2 separate regions of the Mus musculus genome follow, and region 1 is linked to region 2. A link is a contact called in public promoter capture Hi-C data. All regions are on one chromosome and are shown on one strand. The core of a region is the stretch at or near the end of the contact, and the rest is flanking DNA. Distances in the headings are between cores, read along the strand shown.

Region 1 (3,855 bases), core at 182-2,681, 2.3 Mb before region 2:
CACACAGCTCAGTCTGCCTCTCTCATCCTGTGAGGTTTCAGAGACAGCTTCCTCAGCCTAGGCAGCCAGCTTTTCCCAAAAGCCAGGTTAATCCGTCAGGCCCTCACTCTCGCCCTTTCAAACTCTTTAACTCTTTGGAGAGGTGGACAGTCCACTTTCTGAACGCACTGCAGCTGGGGCTTCCTTTGCTTCAGCAGCGATTTAGCCTTAAATTTTGTGACAGACTGAGTTGATAGTCTCACCATGGAAAGGGGAGAGGAAGGAGCCAGTTTTTGACAGGCCACAGACTCGCGGTGCCTCTAGTGGCCAAAAGCTGCATTGCGCCACAGTTAAGGTCGCTTGAGAGAGTCCTGCTCTGACTGCAAAGCCCGCTCTGCTGGTGGCTTTTGCTTTAAACACAGCGAGGAACTGAAACGTGCAGTTTAAAGCACGTAGCGGGTCAATTTACCCTCGTCCTCTGTGCTGTAACTGCAGCCAGGTGGTAGCGCTCAGCATTCCCAGGGTTTTTAATGCTAAGATTTGTCATTGCCGTTCGTATTTAAAAAAAAAAATCGTGAGTAAAGAAATAGTTTCAGTTCTTTGGATTTCTTAGTTTGAAAACGATGTCCAGTGCGAGGGCCTTACCTGCCGGAAAGGGGGACTGAAAGCTGGTGGAAAGTGTCCTTCTTGTGGTGGTGGTAGAGGTCGTGGTTGTGATGGTGGCTCGGTGTGTGTGTGTGTGTGTGAGAGAGAGAGAGAGAGAGAGAGAGAGAGAGAGAGAGAGAGAGAGAGAGAGAGAGAGACAGAGAGAGAGACAGACAGAGAGAGACAGAGAGAGAGACAGACAGAGAGAGAGACAGAGAGAGACAGACAGAGACAGAGACAGAGAGAGAGAGAGAGAACCCGTGTGTGCCCGCGCGCGCAATCTGTGTCTAAGTTTTTAAAGTCTTACAATGAATTCTCAAAACTCCCTGCCTTCGCTATACCCCCCGAGGTGATCAGAACTCAGAGATGAGGAGCCTGAAAATTAAAGTGACTTTCGAACTTTCTCGGATGCAAAGATGGGGGATCAGTAAGAATTAATAAAAGTGTCCCCCCACCCAAACAAAAAGGGGGCGGAGGAAGGGAACAAAAAGGCCGGTGGCTGAGCCGGATGCAGGCAGCTGGCCCTAAGCCCTGCCCGCTGGCTCTGTGCGCGAGCTGGGGTTCGGTATCCCAGCCTCCTGAAGAGTGGGAGGAGCTGGGCCTGTGTCAGGCTCCCTAAGCCGTTCCTTTCAAGCCCTGAATGCCTGAATGTGAGCTGCCCACCGCCCTCCCCCACTCTGCAGCCCCACTCCAGCGGCTCGGAAAAAAAAAAAAAAGTTTCAACAACAACAGGCTGGACCAATAGCAGCTCGCAAAGCCGGGGAAGGGGGCCGAGCAAAGGGCGCCGGAGAGTGGAGAAAGGAGAAAGCGGGCAAGCCTGGAGCGCGCGGGGCCAGGGCTCGGCGAGCCGGAGGAGCGTTGCTAATGTTTTTGTTTGTTTGCTTTTCTATGCATGCATAATGAGGGGGCGCCGCGGCACCACACGGGGGCTCCCGGCCCACTTTTGTATTTAAAGCCTCGCGGCGAGCTAGTCCGCAGCCGGGCTCCGCGGATCCGCTCCCCAAGCTCCGGGTCTCGGAGCAGAGAAACGCTCCGAGTTTCGGGGTCCTCCCTGCGCCTGGCGCCCAGAACTTCCCGGAGCGCGGCCCAGACCGGGGTAGAGGGGGAGGGGACCAAGCGTCCTGGCCGCGGGAAGGCGGGATGCCAGAGCTGCGAAGTGCTACGCGCCGCTGAGCCGGGAACCGAGGAGCCGCCGGCCGCACGACTGTCTGCAGGCGCCTAGCACCATGCACCCCCGGCGCCGCGCGCTCCTGCAGCTTCGCCGCGTCCCCCCGGAACGGCACTGAGCGCCTCCAACCGTCTACCGGACCCGGACCTGCGTCGCCGCGCTTCTCAGGGAGCCCCGGCCGCGGTGCCGGAGCGAACACCCGCCTTTACCAGCCGCGGGGCCGCCGGCATGGATGGATGAGGACGCCCATGCCAGAAGTGCGCGGAACTCGGACAAACTTTTCCAGCGGCCCCGCGGCCGCCACCCGAGCCTCGTCTCCGCTCCGCACCGCGTCCGGCGGCCGCTGCTGCCCGCGATGCTAGCCGCGCTGCTGGGCGGCGCCGGGGCCCGCACGGGGACCTTGCCGGGCGCCTTGCTGTGCCTGATGGCGCTGCTGCAGCTGCTGTGCTCGGCACCGCGGGGCTCGGGGCTAGCGCACGGCCGCCGCCTCATCTGCTGGCAGGCGCTGCTGCAGTGTCAGGGCGAGCCCGACTGCAGCTACGCCTACAGCCAGTACGCCGAGGCTTGTGCGCCGGTGCTAGCGCAGCGCGGCGGGGCTGATGCTCCGGGGCCCGCCGGCGCCTTCCCCGCCTCGGCCGCGTCCTCGCCGCGCTGGCGCTGCCCGAGCCACTGCATCTCGGCGCTTATCCAGCTCAACCACACGCGCCGCGGGCCCGCGCTGGAGGACTGCGACTGCGCGCAGGACGAACACTGCAGGTCCACCAAGCGCGCCATCGAGCCCTGTCTGCCGCGCACCAGCAGCGTGGGCCCGGGCGCGGGAGCGGGCTCGGTCATGGGCTGCACTGAGGCCCGGCGGCGCTGCGACCGGGACAGCCGCTGCAACCTGGCGCTCAGCCGCTACCTGGCCTACTGCGGCAAGCTTTTCAACGGGCTGCGCTGCACAGACGAGTGCCGCGCGGTCATCGAGGACATGCTGGCCGTGCCCAAGGCGGCGCTGCTCAACGACTGCGTGTGCGATGGGCTGGAGCGGCCCATCTGCGAATCGGTCAAAGAGAACATGGCCCGCCTGTGCTTCGGCCCAGATGCGAGCAACGGTCCGGGCAGCAGCGGCTCGGACGGGGGCCTGGACGACTACTACGACGAAGAATATGACGACGAGCAGCGCGCTGGGGCCGCGGGCGGCGAGCAACCCCTGGACGACGACGACGGCCTTGCGCGCCCGGGCGGCGGCGCTGCTGCGGCGGGCGGCCGCGGAGACTTGCCCCACGGTCCCGGGCGCAGGAGCAGCAGCAGCGGCAGTGGAGGCCACTGGGCGAATCGAAGCGCCTGGACCCCGTTTGCCTGTTTGCTGCTGCTGTTGCTCCTGCTGCTCGGGTCACACTTGTAGCTCCTGCGCCCCTGCTGCAGGCTGCTCCAGGCCGGTATGCACGACCCAGCTGGTTCCCGAGCAGGGCACCTGTGGCTCGGAGACCGGAGATGGTCGGGAACACTGACCCACACTCTTCCTGGGTGGACAGGGCCCAGCTCGTACCGCAGCCAACATGTTCGGCCCTCTTCTGTGCGGTTTTCCAGGCTGCAGAGATAACCGGCTGATCTATACTGCCAGCTCTAATCTGCAGAATTCGGGACACCCTGCAAAAGCAAAGGAGGCCTAGACTCAGAGTGCTGAACGGTGGGGGTCTTTCAAGTTCCAATGGACTTGGAGAAGGGATGTTGAGGGAATTAGGTTTGCAAAGGGGCCGGGTTTTTATTTGTCTGTTTGTTTTGTTTTTAAACTGTTTTCCGGTGAGGGAACACATAGTACTGGTAACGACTTAAATTGCTTGTGACCACTGAGAAACACAGCAATCGTAAGTAAATAGAAAAGTTCCCCTTACCGATTCATTCCTGTGCTCTTGGTGTATCTATCCATCGGTAATGCTCAGTGTGGAGCTGGCGATTGCCTTTGGGGGGGGGAGGGGCTTCCCCGAAATTACAACTGCATTATATTCCTAACCCTTCACCTTTAATTTTCCTGCCACCATTCTGATCCCTCTGCACCACGTGTCTTAGAATTAAGGATC
Region 2 (3,819 bases), core at 905-3,404:
CAGAGGCAGAGGCAGAGGCAGAGGCAGAGGCAGAGGCAGAGGCAGAGGCAGAGGCAGAGGCAGAGGCAGAGGCAGAGGCAGAGGCAGAGGCAGAGGCAGAGGCAGAGGCAGAGGCAGAGGCAGAGGCAGAGGCAGAGGCAGAGGCAGAGGCAGAGGCAGAGGCAGAGGCAGAGGCAGAGGCAGAGGCAGAGGCAGAGGCAGAGGCAGAGGCAGAGGCAGAGGCAGAGGCAGGCGGATTTCTGAGTTCGAGGCCAGCCTGGTCTACAGAGTGAGTTCCAGGACAGCCAGAGCTATACAGAGAAATCCTGTCTCGAAAAACAAAACAAAACAAAACAAAACAAAACAAAACAAAACAAAAAAAGATCCGTGACGACTGGAAAAGATGATCCGTGACGACTGAAGAGCCAGGAATGGCCATGCTGCAGGAGTTCATAGAAAGAGCCCAGGCTTGAGCAGGGCAGGCGGCTGGTGTGGCCAATCACTTAACTCAAAGGTAGATTAAGATGGCTTGATGAAAGAACTGGTTATGAGGAGGCAAAAATGACATCGGGTGTGACTCTTCAGAACAGGGGTGCTGACAAAACATGGCTGGGGAATGAGAGGTAATGCTTGCACAGGCCCGTATGTGAGCTAGAGCGCGGGACAAAGGCGGCGGCTGCGGCGGCAGGTGCGCAGGGGAACAAGCCGGGCAGCTGCCTTCCCAGCCACGGTACTGCGGTCCTGGGACTTGGGCGGGCTCCTAAGGTACGTGTCCGCAGAACACTGAGCCCCAACTTGGCACATAAGTTTCTCTTGAAATGAGATGCATTCCTCTCACTATCCCAAGCCTCTCTCTCTCCAGCTATGACATCAGATACTCACTGTGTTCATCCCCGTGATAAGATACTCTCTGGGTGAGGTGTTTCCCCAACATGAAAAAAAAAGACTCCACTTCTCCTGTACTAAGGCCTCCCAGAATGCACAAGAACTGCAATTCACATGCTTAAACCATGCCATCTGCCCAATTATTACAGCACGACTCACAACCGGCCACATCATCGTGGTGGCATATTGAAAAGCAGGGCTCAGGATCCCTCTGATACTGACTGTTGGTGGTGTGTCATGACTGGTGCAGCTGCTGAGAGCAAGGCAGATCGCACTGTCAGAGAGTTCCAGCCCACGGGAAGGTCACGCTTGCCATAAGTGACCTTAAGCGCAGTGAGCTTGCAGCTGGAGAAACACTGAGTTCTCAGGGCAGTGTCACCGAGGTCCTGGCCTGAATCACAGGGACCACAAATCTCGGAACAAATGGAGATGAGGCAGCTGCAGAATGCATTCAGATATTCTGGTAGCTCAAGTCTGCCCAGGGGCAAAGTGATCCCAGGCCTGGAGGAGCCCTTGCCACTGGGGTCTGACCCCAAGGCTAGCCTGTGTAGAAAGTGGGGACAAGAAGGCAGGGGTGGGTGGGTGGGTGGGGGCAAACAGAGGCAGAAGGGTAAGAGGGCAAGGACCAGGTGTGCAGGGGACTAGGGTTTGGGTGTTTCTCAGGGAAGTGTCCTGAAGGGTTTTGAGTTTGGTGTGTGTGTGTGTGTGTGTGTGTTCAGGGCTATAGGCTATAGCTGTGCCAAGAAGTAGGCAGCGATGCACCTGTTAAGTCGCTCCCACCCCTATTAAACCAAACACGCTGAGTATTTGGAAAGAGAAGAGAGGGCTGGGTCAAGGCCAGCTTTCTCCTTCTGTCCGTGCTTGAAGCTGGAGGTCGGTTCCACAGGACTCTTAGGGGTGGCTCTGGTTGGAGATCAGACTTAGAGATGCTGGGTGTATGGCTTGAACCAGGGAGTAGAGAAGTTCACCTAAATATTGTCTGTGCACAAGACGCAACAGGGACTCATTTAAAGGGCCGACTCTTGGAGAGAGTCTCCTCTCTCCACCGTAGAGATTCTGAGACGGGTGTCCCAAGCACTTACTCGTTGAGAGTCCCTCAACACTGGCGACTTCTTGGCCTTCTAACATCATTTCCCTGAGCTTGAAATCTGTGTCAGCCCTGTAGAGCTGCGAATGAATCACGCTCCCGGATGGGACCGCTGAGCGCCAAGTAGCCGCCAGGGGGCGCCAGAGGCCTCGGCTAGGAGCTCAGGCTTCTCCGCCCGCGGACGCCGCGCCCGAGACGAGCCAGAGCGCTGCGGGCTCACAAAGCGGCCGGACGCGCGGCGGCGGCAGGTGCGCAAGGGAACGAGCCGGGCATCAGCCTTCCCAGCCACCGCGGTACAGGAACCCCAGCAACTCGGGCGCCGGGACTCGGGCGGGCTCCCAAGGTACGTGTCCGCAGAACACTGAGCCCCAACTTGGCATATTTGGCGTAGTTGGGACCTTCCTGAGGCCATCTCCCGGGCTGGCAGGGTCAGGGCCTGGGGGCATTTCTGCGTGTCCCTGTTGCGCAGAAGCCGCGGGCCGGGAGCAGAGAGACCTTTGCCTTAGCTGGGAACGGGAAGCCCGGCTTGAGGGCACCCCAAAGCCCCCGTCTGCCAGAGCCTGGGATGATGCTCAGAGCGCCGTTATCCCTATCCCTACACCAGAGCTGTGGGGCCCGTCTGTGGGAGTGCGGCTGGCACATTGAGCATCCGGGTTTTGGGGGAGATGTACTGGAGCCCCACAACGGAGAGCCGGTGAGAGGGTCTTCAGTAGTTTGACGGCGGCCCCGAGTCGGTGACCTAGGCTCTGCGTTTGTAGCTGTTTCCATGCATAAGGGCTCTCCAGGTGCAACCTCCGTCCCAGGTGTGAGAGGGACCACCCTGTCCCCGCGGTGAGCCCAGGCGCTGCAGCTTGTGCGCGCCCCTAGGCGCCCAGACACCCGGTGGGAGTGAGGGGCTTGAGGTAGCCCTGTTGTCACCGGCTCACGCCCGTGTGCCCTGCCCCCAGATGCCAGCGATCGCGGTGCTCGCGGCGGCCGCCGCGGCGTGGTGCTTCCTCCAAGTGGACAGCCGGCACCTGGACGCGCTGGCCGGTGGCGCGGCCCTCAACAACGCCAATTTCCTAGACAATGACCAGTGGCTGAGCACTGTCTCCCAGTATGACCGTGACAAGTACTGGAACCGCTTCCGAGATGTGAGTTCGGCTGGGGGTGGAAAATGGGGGGGGGGGGCTCAGAGACCAGTGTAGGGGTTGGGGGTGGTAGGTTCAAACCTCTCATGGAGGTCCACAGTGCATCCGTCTAGCCTGAGAGGAACTTTAAAGAGAACTTGGAAGGCTGGGTGCTCTTGCGTGTTACCTGTATTCCAGGTATGTGCACTTGTAGGATCGATGCAGCTGTCCTCACAGAAACAGGGCACAAACCTTAAGCAGCTTGGGGAGAGGGGCTCTCCAAGTGTCTGAGAGCTACTGATGGCAGACTGACTTTACCAAACCCTGGAAGGAAGGTCCTGGGAGCTGCAGGATCTGGCTATCTTTTGGGTGCATCAGGAAAAAAAAATCTCTAGTGATGTGTATAGCTCATTTATTAAGAAGCCATGAGGTCAGGCATGAGGGGAGGTCTTGGGGGCCTCCTGGCAATGAACTTGATGGGATAGCAGGGAACAGTGCAGTGGCTTGGAGTCTTCCAGACTTCAGTGGAAGGGAAAAGGGAACAGGCAGCGCAGAGAATCAGAGAATCCTTTCCCCAGGAGAGTGCCAGGTGGGATGTGGGGGAGAAACCCTGGGGCATCAGGGCACATCTGCTGTTTGTCTCCGCCACAGTCCTGGCTCCTACATACCTCTGTGCTTCCAGAAGATGGGGCAAGAAGCCCCCTTCCAGTAGGACCTGCTCCCCAGCCCCTTCAAAGACTCCCCAGAGTGGTAGGGATT

The links. Capture Hi-C pulls out chosen DNA fragments and counts their contacts.
Region 1: a contact with region 2 is called in a promoter capture Hi-C map of liver, with 3 times the contacts expected there. The contact joins the promoter of Gas1 here to the promoter of Spock1 in region 2.

The regions. Positions count from the first base shown.
Region 1 is chr13:60,175,111-60,178,965 of GRCm38.p6, reverse strand. It overlaps Gas1 (growth arrest specific 1), which reads left to right and starts at 1,431. Exons shown (of 1, transcript NM_008086.2): 1 at 1,431-3,855. The coding sequence starts at 2,025. The coding sequence ends at 3,179.
Region 2 is chr13:57,906,667-57,910,485 of GRCm38.p6, reverse strand. Spock1 (sparc/osteonectin, cwcv and kazal-like domains proteoglycan 1) reads left to right here and starts at 2,154. Exons shown (of 12, transcript NM_009262.3): 1 at 2,154-2,294; 2 at 2,899-3,084. The coding sequence starts at 2,899.